Linked DNA regions of Sus scrofa: regions 1 and 3 are each linked to region 2. The links are chromatin contacts, called in public HiChIP or PLAC-seq maps. All regions are on one chromosome and are shown on one strand. The core of a region is the stretch at or near the end of the contact, and the rest is flanking DNA. Distances in the headings are between cores, read along the strand shown.

Region 1 (3,622 bases), core at 434-2,933, 320 kb before region 2:
CCGCCAATAGAATCAGGGCCCAGGGTTCTTACACGGCCACATTCACTCCCTCTTTGGCGTGGTGGGAACAAGGTGAATTCTATGACAAGCCACTACACGGTTGCGGAAGTGTGTCTACATCAGAGAGAGTTTCATCAGCCCCAGGGCCAGAAGACTAAAGGAGCAAACCCTTCTGGACCCACCTCCCTCTATACCCCTGAACAGGGGCTTCAGTATGTTCAGAAAACTCTTGATATGCGTTGTTAACCCCTGCTAGGCTGTGCATAGCCTGAGGGCTATGTCTCCTTCTAAAAATAGGGAAGCGTTATTGACGTTGGCAAAGTGCTTGGGACAATAAAGAGAGATGGCGGGTTACCTCCATCCACCACAGTTTTACTCCAGTAAGTAATTGTGCTCTAGTCCAAGCTCTGATTACACAGAGTGGTTGGGAAATTATAAAGTCCACGCAACAATTCATATCATCTTAAGGAACTGATGAAATGGCTGGTCAAGGCCTTATTCTTCACTAGCTGAGGCCCGATTGTACCTGCTGAGTCAGCACTTTGCCCTTGGGAAGGGCCAGGCAGAGGGCCAGGTGCACAGTCTGGCTGCTGCTGCTGGTGAAGTCCCACAGAAACAGAATACCCAGGCAACGTCTCTCAGTGAAATGGATGTTAGCGGTGACCCCGATACCACGTGTTCCACTCATTCTCCTGGTGTCCCGTGGGGCACTTTGACCCTTTCTTCGCCATTCAGATTGAGCTTTAAAAAAAAAAACCAAAAAACAAAAAAAACCCTGATCTGATCAGGATTTCATTTCTAGTTTCCACCAGCATTATTTATTTACATATACACCCAAAGTCAGAAGGATATGCCCACTTGTGTGTCTCTGGATGGTGTTGCTATGGATACTTTCTAGTTTTTCAATCTGAAATTTCTAATTTTTTTATTAGATGAACTACATGAAAATGTGCTGGCTTTGTATGTCAAAAGTGACTGCATACTAGCATTTCAAGTGGTTTGACCTTGTGTAAGAAGCAAGTATTATTGTGGAATTTTTAAAAATAATAAAAGTTTTAATTTATTTCTATGTTAGACTAAACATAACGCTAATACCTAACACTTAAGTTCTTTTTTATTGTTAAACCCTCCATGGCACACCCAACTTCCTGGTGAATCTGCCTAACAGTGCCATAAGGTGGGGGTGAGGCTATTATAAACCCTATTTATAGATGGGAAAACTGAGGTTCAGAGAACTGCAATGAACCAGTCACCCCACTAGCCAGGGCAGGGCTATGAGTCAGAGCTCGAAGCCCTTGCTCATAATCATTACCCCATCTGGGGTGAATCTGTGCCCCTGGATTTCAACTGAAACTCTAAGTCAGAAATTCAAGGCAACCCTCCCAAGGGTGAGCCCCAGGGTTTGTGGGCAGGGTTGTATCTTACTCATGTGGGATTGTGGCAGCTCCCCAGAGCGGATACCCAAAAAGGATTTGCTCAGCAAATGCAATGATTAGACTGGTTTAAAAAAAGCAAAGGGAGAAATAATGGGACAGATACACTTTCCTGTCTTTAGCTTTTCTAGTGTGTTCCCCGGGATCAGAAATAACCCGCAGGCCCTCCAACTGCCTACCTCCATCTCTGTCCACACTGCTTTCCCAGGACCCACACCAACACTTACTGGAATCAAAATAAAGGGTGCTTGTTAACCATGGGCCAGCAGAGGGAGAACCAGCACTACAGCCTCTTCTAAGGCTGAACACACATCTCTTCCCTCTTGAAAACGGAAATCTCTGCTTTGAGCTGCCCAGCCTTCTTCTGGAACAGTTCCTGGGGCCGTGTAATGTTTCTGGAGTGTAATGTTTAATGATAAATTTAATAATAAAATAAATTTAATGATAAAGGCAGCTGTTCTTTAGTGAGCACTTAACTGTGGGCCAGGATCATGGTTGAGATACTTGACACGCAACCAAGATTTAAAACTCAATCTAGTTGACCTCAGAGACCAAAGGTTTTACCCACAATCCTTGGGTTTCAGAGGGGCTGTGAATCCCCCACCAAATTTTTCCTAATTTGTGTGTGTCTGTGTCTGTGCCTGTGCATATATATGTGTCTCTAGGCTTATGAGGTTTTATTTTTATTTTTTCCAAAGGAGAGAGAGAATCTCAAAGAGGTGAAAGATCCAATAAGATTAGAGACCACCTCAGGAAGAGAGGGTTAAGAAAAGCTACCTAGCTGATGAGAGAGAGAGAGAGAGAGCAAAAGATGAAACCATTCATTGTTCTTAAGCCTCTGGCCCTATGACTGAATGGGATGGAGTTCAGGCAAGCGTGTAACAGTCAAGAACATTGATCAATGAAGGATGAATTACAAACTCTTAAATCTGTGTTATCTAAGCCATGCTGGAAGAGAATGAAATACTCTGTACTGGTGAGATTGTGAAACCAGTTTTGTAATCAGAGGAAGCTCCTAGAACACAGTGGGGGTGGGGGCAAGGGAAGGACAGATGAGACAATATATGCATTTGTTTCAGAAGCAGAACACTGTAGGGACGTAGGGAGAAAGCTCAAGGTTATTCCAGGTGCATAATCCATTCCTCTTGGACAGCACTTTACCGTTTATGAAATTCCTTCACACACATGCATGCCAAAGGTCCTCAGAACGATGCTGTGAGGTGGGCAAGATGGACTACTATTTGCTTTTGATCTATGAAGAAACTGAAGCACAGAGGGGTTAAGTCATCTACCCAAGGTCACACAGCTAGCAAGCAGCCATTGTCTTCTAACAGCCAGCTGCATAGATTTCCCATGCCTCTAACAAGGGATATTTTAGTAAGAGAGACATTTACTGCCAAAATGTTTCCAATTTGTGACCAAATAAAAGTAACCATTGGAGACCATGTTGGTTTCAAACTCAAACTATCAACTGTGTAGTTAAGTCAGAGGGACAGAACTTAGTGATAAAGAGCTCCGGCTCTCGAATGGACGGCCTGGCCCAATCCCAGCCATCCTGAGAGGCAGTGCCGGCATCTGACTGCAAGACCCTTAATGCCCCAGACGTAAGTAACCCTCACGCAGGGAGGGGAAGCCGTTGTGGATAAACACTCCCGGTTTTTTGCCCCTTGGTGATGTGATTCCTCAGAATTATAAGCTTCAGTTTCTCAGAAGGTTCCGGGCAGGGCTGAGCCTTCAGTTACCCATAGTGGTAGCCGTGTCAACATTCTCTTTTGGCTTTCCTTCCTTCCTTGTCTCGTGGCTTCCCTTGAGGGCCTCTGAGTTCGGATCCTCCTAGAGAAGCAGAGCCCAGGTAGGTTCCCATGTGCAAGTCACTTTTGGGGAGAACCGCCTGTATTGGAAAAAGAGGAGGAGCAGGAGCAGGAAGGGAGTCCTCAGATAGAGATGCAGCTGTGTGGCCATCCTTTGCTGTGGGGCCCTGGCAAGGAGAGGGCGAGGAAGGAGGGCTGGCCAGGACGATTCTGGGGCTGCAGTGCACCCTCGGACAGTTCTGACCAGTGGATGGAGAGCCCTTGAGCCAAAGTGTCTGGGCTGAGGTGTTGTGGGCCACACAGCAAAGGGCCTCTAGCACCTAGAAGCTGACAGGAGAGGCGGATCCGGAAGGGTGGGGCCTGGGGCTGCCAATCAAT
Region 2 (3,675 bases), core at 427-2,926:
TTAGGTAGGGGTGGAATCGAACAGCAACGCAGGATCCAAGCTGCATCTGCAACCTGCACCACACACAGCTCCTGGAAACACCGGATCCTTAACCTCCTGAGGCCAGGGATTGAACCCACAACCTCATGGTTGCTAGTTGGATTTGTTTATGCTGTGCCACAATGGGAACTCCTATACTGTGATAATCAATATGGAAATCTTAAAAAGAATGGATGTGTGTATATATATAATTGAATCATTTTGTTGTATAGCAGGAGTTATCACAACATTGTAAGTCAACTATACTTCAATGAAACTTTAAAAAGTGAAAAAAAAAAAAAGAATTGATGATAAACTGAAACAAACAAACAAAAACCCCGAGTTATTCCAGTCTCTTTGTTGCTTAAAGAGATTAGCTTTTCGCTGTTGTGTCCTGGCTAGTTCTAAGATACCACACATTACAAATCAGGATACTGGGGAGTTCCCATTGTAGCTTGGTGTTAATGAACCCGACCAGTATTCATAAGACTGTGAGTTCAATCCCTGGCCTTGTCAGTGGGTTAAGGATCTGGAGTTGCCATGAATTGCACTGTAGGTTGCAGATGCGGCTTGGATCTGGCGTGGCTGTGGCTGTGGCTGGCAGCTACAACTTCATTTTGACCCCTAGCCTGGGAACCTCCATATGCTGCAAATGTGGCCCTAAAAAGCCAAAAAATAAAAAAAATAAAAAAATAAGAATAACGTGTTTGAAGTACATATTGAAGAAAAAATGCAAATAAAATACAAGAATGATCAAAATAAAAGTCAGGTACTTTTTTTTCCCTCAAGGGAGACATGTACAGATTTACCTAAACTCAGGTAAATATGTCCACAGAAAACCTAGGACTTGAGATAGTTAAGCTTCCTTAAAGGTTAAAAGGAAAACACTGTCTATTTAGCCCCTATGCTGTGCTAGGCAGTGAGACCCTTTCACTGCTTTATCTCACTGAACCCTCCCACTAACCCTGAAATGAATATATTATTATCAAATAAGGATGGGAATTATTTGAGATGATGTAAGTAAGATGTCATGTCCATTGCCTGGCACATTAATTGTTCAATAGCGGGAGCCATTAGTACTATTGCTTAAACCCATTTGATAGATAAAGAAGTTAAGGCTCAGAGAGATTTGGCAACTTGCTATAAAGTTATGTAGCTGAGGAGTGGCAGAACACGAGTCCAACACAGACCAGTTTGGATCCACAGATCACATGTACACTTCCTGGGGCGCCGTGCAGTTACCAAGTTGCATTTTTTGGGGGAAAGACAAAACCTGACTTTTCATTTATTAATTAAAAAAAAAAAAATAACCTGGAGTTCTGATTCCCTGGGCCATTCCTGTTCCTGCAGTGTTTTTCTTTTTTCTCTAATTATCTAGTCTCGTTAATAAGAAGCCACCATACAGTTCTTTTTGTAACTCCTGGCTTAGCTCAAAATCTTACAGGAAACAAGGGGGAAAGCAGAAGATGCCGTCACCATCTGCTGCAGCTCCTTCTCGAGCCCCATGCGAACAAGTCCTTCTCTCCACCATAACTCATGTGCCCATTCTCTGCTCCTCCCCACCAGGCCCAGCTCCAGTCCTTCAAGGTCAAGGAGCACCACAGTTCCTTAGGCTGCACCATTGTGGTTGGCACACGCCTTCTCCTCCAAGGGGAACTGCATGCCTGCGTGGGATTGTTTCCTCTCAGCTAATTGCTCCCTCTTAGGCCCCACCCTGTGAAGACTGTCAGAGAAGGGGGCACTCCCAGGTCAGAGGTCAGGTCACAGACGCTCCCTGGCCAAGACCTCAGGTGAATTCTGGGGTTTTGCCGAAGAATTAAAGACTGGGGAAGCCAGGTCTCTTAAATGAAGCTCATTAGGAATCCCAGCAAAGCCGGGATCCCTGCGTGCTGTGTCATCACAGGCTACTGGGCCTGTGGCTTCATGGGCAAGTTATAATTAGCAGACAGCTCATCCTGGAAGAAAGCGGAGAGTGAGTCTCAGAACTGGTCTTTCTGCCCCCGGTTTGGCTTCCCTCCAGCCTGCCCCATCATTGTGTCACCCTCAGCCTTAAGATCTTTAATGACTTCCTTTTAAACTCTACTTAACAACAGGAAAGATGTTTATACAGTTTAAATGGAAAGGAAAAAGCTCCACTTCTCTCCCACTGCCTCTGTGCTTTACCTGACCAGCTTCTACTAGTTTCTAAGGTTCGGCTCTGCAGTCGCCTCTTCTGATGTGCTAGCCTGAGCCAGGTGCCTTCTCTGTGCCTTTGTTACACATCTTGGACCTCCCTCTAGCTCAGCCCTCACTGTCCTTCCCTTTGGTTTTCCATCCCATTTCTCAACCACGCAATGATCTTCTCATGGGACAAGACCCCATTAGCATAAGTGACATAGTAGGTGTTAGAAATACTGTGTGACATAGCAGAGTGACTGAGAAACATACTTGTGTCTCTTTTTTATGTTACTTCAAATTCACTGGAAATGAAAGAAAGGTCCCTCTTTTCTGTGTTACTGAGATTTGAATTTTCTTTACTCTTAATGAAGGCTGTAATTAATATCTTTTGGGGTTTTAGGGCTGAAAAAAATAAGTGAGAAGTCCCCAAATTCAGTCTCATGGTTTTTTTTTTTTTTTTTTTAATTTGAAGGTACAGATCTACTGGAGTGTACCTTGGACAGGGTCAAGGGCATGACTGTGGGAATGATCGGTGAACCACTCCAACTGAAAGGCATTGGTGGCTGTTATGGTGGCCTGTGCCTGGGTGCTAGGTGCAGGGGCCTCTGGAGCCCTGGCAAAGTTCCCTGTGGCTGAGCTGGTGCAGAGGATAGAGGGCTGCTAGCACAACCACCCACTTTCTGGTGGAGCAAGGACTTACATGCAGCAACACAATGGACTGGAAATGAAAACTAAGGCTGGAGTCTCCTTACCACTCCACTCCCTCTCCACCATTTTCCTGGGATGGATCTTATAAGCTCTAGGCTTCTTATATGATCCAGATGAGAGAGATGGAATGGTGTGGGGTGACTAAGATTGAATTTTTTGATAAGTAAGGGTAATATAGGAATACTTTTACATAATGACAATGTCTTGTGAACACAGAAAATAGACCAGCCTTGCAAAGACTAGCCTTGCAAAGGAATCAGCTGGAATGAGAAAGAGTCAGCCCAGTAAGCATGTATGGAGCCCTGGTTATAGTCCTGGGGCTGAGACTATTACGGTGGATAAGCCATGGACTTTCCTTTGCAATCTATGAGGAAGACCAGATGGACACATAATCAGGAATTTCAGCATAACATGTTATATCTTGAGGTAGAGGGAAGCACTAAAGGGAAGGGAACTTAGCCTGAAATGGGGAAGCAGGGAAGATTTTCTAGGGTATATTGTACTACTTGAACTGGTCTTTGGGGATAAATGAACTAAATTTGTGATTAAAAAAAAAAAACCACCCAGAAAATGTATTCCAAATGCCAGGGAGGCAGAGACAGAAAGTTGTATGAACTATCTTGGGTTTGGGGGTATTTATATGTGCATTTATGTATCTTTCTTTCAATCTTCCTTTTAGGAATTGCCCTTCAACCATGTGCAGTACCCACAGGGTTAGCCTGAGATCCAGGCTAGGGTGGTCAGGCATTCTGTCTTAGAATTTGGCTTTTGAATGGAGTAATGAGAAATGGC
Region 3 (3,997 bases), core at 1,415-3,914, 280 kb before region 2:
GTGCTGTACAGCAGGACCTCATTTTTTATCCATTCTAAATGTAATAGTTTGCATCTAACCCCAAACTCCCTGTTTATCCCAATTCCTCCTCCCTCCCCCTTGGCAACCACAAGTCTGTTCTCTATGTCTGTGAGTCTGTTTCTGTTCTGCAGATAGGTTTATTTGTGCCATATTTTAGATACAAAACATGAATGATATCATATGGTATTTGTCTTTCTCTTTCTGACTTACTTCACTTAGCATGAGAATCTCTAGTTGCATCCATGTTGCTGCGAATGGCATTATTTCATTCTTTTTTATGGCTGAGTAGTATTCCATTATATATATGTACCACATCTTCTTTATCCATTAACTGTTGATGGACATTTAGGTTGTTTCCATGTCTTGGCTGTTGTGAATAGTGCTGCTGTGAACATCTGGGTGCATGTATTTTTTTGAATGAAAGTTTTGTCAGGGAGTTCCTGTTGTGGCGCAGTGGTTAACGAATCTGACTAAGAACCATGAGGTTGCGGTTCGATCCCTGGCCTTGCTCAGTGGGTTAAGGATCTGGTGTTGCCGTGAGCTGTGGTGTAGGTTGAGGATGTGGCTAGGATCCCATGTTGCTGTGGCTGTGGCATAGGCTGGCGGCTACAGCTCTGATTAGACGCCTAGCCTGGGAACCTCCATGTGCCGCAGGAGCGACCCTAGAAAAGGCAAAAAGGCAAAAAGGCAAAAAAAAGAAAAGAAAAGAAAGTTTTGTCTGGATATATGCCCAAGTGTGTGAATATTGGATCATATGGCATAATATATGATATATACATATATGTATCTGTGTGTGTATACACACACACACACACACACACACACCGACTGGGTCACTTTGCTGTACGGAAGAAATTGACACAACATTGTAAATAAACTATAAAAATAAAATGAAAAATATATATCCCAGCCACACCTTTCCTGCTCTTGGCCGAGGGACAACTTCTCTGAGCCAGTTTTCTGCATAGCAAGTACATTGAGGATGTGTGCTCTGTGTCTTTGCTACATTTGTGGTGAGGAGCAAAGAAAGAAAGTTGTGAGTACACCAGTGCATAAACACGTGGACTAGAAACACACAGAAGGTGCAGAACCATTTGTTTCTAAATCACTCATTCAACTTTGCTCGTTCTTGCTCTGGTGACTATGGTTAGGGTGAGGTGTTACAGCCACCCACCCTTTCACCTGCAAGGGCTTTCCTGGAAATTGTCCAAAATACATTTCTGAGGTTAAAGACAGCTGCAAGTTACTTCCCTCAGAATAAGAAAGGTTAGGCTGAAAATAGTTCAGACACTTCAAACAGCAAAGATGTCCTTACATCACACATTCATCACAAGACTGTCACAAGGAACCCAGGCTGATGGAGCCACTGGCATCTCCAATGCGCTGACCACGGTGCTCTGAGGGTCCTGCCTCTGTAATTGAATGTGCAGCCCGGAAGTGACGTATCTCTCTTCCATTTACAATTTGTTGGTCAGTATCGACCATGTGGATCTCCCCCAACCTCACGGAGACAGGAAATGTGTGCCATCTTTTAGGGACCTGGAAATAGAGGACTGGAAGTCCGCAGCCAGCCATGGGGACCCGCCATTGATCCTTACAGGGGTGACGCTTTGACACTTGCTGGTGATGGAGTCACCTGTCTCATATGTGTAATGACCATTCATGGAGTTCTTGCTGTAGGTCAGGAACAGTGCCCAATGCGAGAGAAGCAAAGTTCTAGACAAGTTCTCTGCCCTCGAGCACAATATTGGAAATACACACTGGGGGGTATGTGCTTCCACCAGCCGCTTCCTCCAGCCTGAGGAGAGAGGGATGGGTTCCTGGAGGTGGTGTCCAAGGTGCGTCCTACTGGAGCAATCAGCCACGGAGAAGCTGGGGAAGAATGTAATTTCCAGTAAAGAGAGTGAGAGTTGAGACAAGCCAGAAGCAGCACAGCGTGTGCCAGCCCCCTCCAAATAGCACTTCTGCTGGAGCATCAGCTGTGAGGCAGGATGGCTGAGGGTGGGGAGCTTGGCTGGATGGAGGACCTTGCTGTTAGGAGGTAGTAACAGCATCCGGGGAAGAGAGAGTGAAGCCTGTTGCAGGGCGGGTGAAGTGGGGATGGAGGGAATTGCTTAGGTTCAAGAACCCGTGGAATCCTGCCCTCAGCTTTAAACTCACCCAAGAAGTAGCCGAGCATAGAGGGAGGGAAAGACCTGGCCGCTGTGTCCCCTCGCTTAGAAGCCAGACTTCTTTTGGTTTAATCCTGGCTCCCCCATTAAACAGCTGCGTCATCCCTGGTTAGTTATTTGCCCTCTGCGAGCTTCAGTTTTCCTGTTTCCAAGATGGGAATAATGACAGACGACTTGGTCTACGAGATTAAAGAAGTTAATATGTAAGGGGAGCTCAGGACAGAGGCTGCAGGGTGTGGACCACGGCTCCCAGCTCCCCAGGGGGTTCCTGCCTCTCCCAGCCAGGCCTGGCCTGTTCTGCCAGCTGAAATGTCAACATGGGGCAGTTTCTGTCTGAAGTCCCTGGGGACAAAGGACGCTTTGCGCCCCAGGACCTGAGCAGTGTCCTTCTCTCTGCCTCACAGAGGCCTTCCCTTCCTGGCCTGCAGGGTGGCCAGGCTCTGAGCAGCAGGCCACTTTCTGCTTAGTCACCCTGTCCTGCCCCTCTTGGCTGATGTCCAGCTGCCAGGTTCCCGGAGGGAGGAGCCCGCTCTCCTGAGCTGTTTCTGTTCCGGGGGCGGGGGGTGGGGGCACGGCAAACAGTGTTTTATTTGAGGCGATCAAAAAGTTTTCCTAAGAAACAGTAGAGGGTTTTTTTTTTTTTAAATGGGGCACTGCGGGCTGTTTGCCAGAGTGGTCTGCCAAACCATGCCAGTAGAGGAGGCACTGTTGTCACTGGGCTTTGTGCCATGAACTCGCATCCACTGACCGAAGCAGGAAGCAACAGCCCAGGAGAGCCTGGGTTCCAATCTTATTTTTACCATATAAGACAGATGCGCCCTTGGTGGAGGTTGCGAGATGCTCTGTTTCAGTTCCACAGCTGCCGCGCTGGTAATAATAGTTGCCGACTTTTTATGGACTCTCGCTAAGTGCCAGGCTCCCCACCATGCTTTCAAAGCATCTTCTCCTTCAGTCCTATCAGCTAGTGAACTAAGTTCCCTTCTTATTCCTGTTTGACCCTTGAGGACGCTGACTCTCAGAGATGTTAAGACACTTGTATGAGGTCACACAGCAGTAAGTGGGAGAGCAAACCACTGACACCAGGGACTGCAGGGACTGATGGGGACATGTGAGTCTCACACTGCGGTGTGTGAGACATGGCCTCCATTGGTGTTATTACTATTCTGTGTTCCTTAAATGCAGTGTGATTATCCTTTTAAAACGAAGGAACAACAGCAAAAAACACAAGGTAGCAACCTCATTTTCTAGGTTATTTTTCTCCTGAACCAGGTGAGGACGGGTCTTGCCTCTGGCCCACCGTCATTATGACATGGAGGGACAAGGAGGGACACAGGGGTAATGAGGCCACCCTCAAGCTGCCTATTTATTCTGGTTCTGTTTGCTTCTGGACTGTCTTAGGGTGACCTTGTTTTGAAGCAGAGTGACCTTCAGTCTGCCTGTCCTTAACTTTGTGGTTTAGGACAAAGTGTGTAGGTTGTAGAAATTGCACAGATTCCAGACAGGCTGACCACATTTAAAATCCCACCGACAGGTGCGGGACGCCCACTCGTTTAACTCTGTGTGGCTCAGATGCATATTACTCCTCAGAGAACAAGATTCTTCCTCAACCAACTTGGACCTGGGCTATTTTCCTTGCCAGCTCAGGGCCTGATAACACCAGGGCTTTTTTTTTTTTTTTTTTTTTAAACGTTTCCAAGAGTCATTTGCTCTTTTCCCAGAGCTTCCTTCCAGGGGCCAGAACTAGACCCCGTGGCTGAAGCCAAAAGTGCATTCTTCACTTGGTCACCACCAAAGTCAAATTACTG

Evidence for each region. HiChIP or PLAC-seq counts read pairs in DNA pulled down with a chosen protein or histone mark.
Region 1: a contact with region 2 is called in an H3K27ac HiChIP or PLAC-seq map of alveolar macrophages. The contact joins two enhancer-like sites. A contact is called at or near these places in 1 of 47 Hi-C or Micro-C datasets (liver) and 1 of 2 datasets of contacts at active chromatin or transcription factors (alveolar macrophages).
Region 3: a contact with region 2 is called in an H3K27ac HiChIP or PLAC-seq map of alveolar macrophages. The contact joins two enhancer-like sites. A contact is called at or near these places in 2 of 47 Hi-C or Micro-C datasets (heart right ventricle and liver) and 1 of 2 datasets of contacts at active chromatin or transcription factors (alveolar macrophages).

Annotation. Positions count from the first base shown.
Region 1 is chr8:10,563,257-10,566,878 of Sscrofa11.1, reverse strand. No RefSeq gene overlaps it. Among named protein-coding and RNA genes, the nearest start is that of C1QTNF7, 93 kb to the left of the region's middle. Within about 2 kb of position 1,683, at least 10 of the 83 cell types and tissues checked have an H3K27ac peak or open chromatin away from gene starts, as enhancers often do. A contact at or near this core is called in alveolar macrophages, where this site is marked.
Region 2 is chr8:10,247,527-10,251,201 of Sscrofa11.1, reverse strand. All of the region lies in intron 4 of LOC102158082 (a long non-coding RNA gene), which reads left to right. Among named protein-coding and RNA genes, the nearest start is that of CPEB2, 160 kb to the left of the region's middle. Within about 2 kb of position 1,676, at least 8 of the 83 cell types and tissues checked have an H3K27ac peak or open chromatin away from gene starts, as enhancers often do. A contact at or near this core is called in alveolar macrophages, where this site is marked.
Region 3 is chr8:10,532,313-10,536,309 of Sscrofa11.1, reverse strand. No RefSeq gene overlaps it. Among named protein-coding and RNA genes, the nearest start is that of C1QTNF7, 120 kb to the left of the region's middle. Within about 2 kb of position 2,664, at least 52 of the 83 cell types and tissues checked have an H3K27ac peak or open chromatin away from gene starts, as enhancers often do. A contact at or near this core is called in alveolar macrophages, where this site is marked.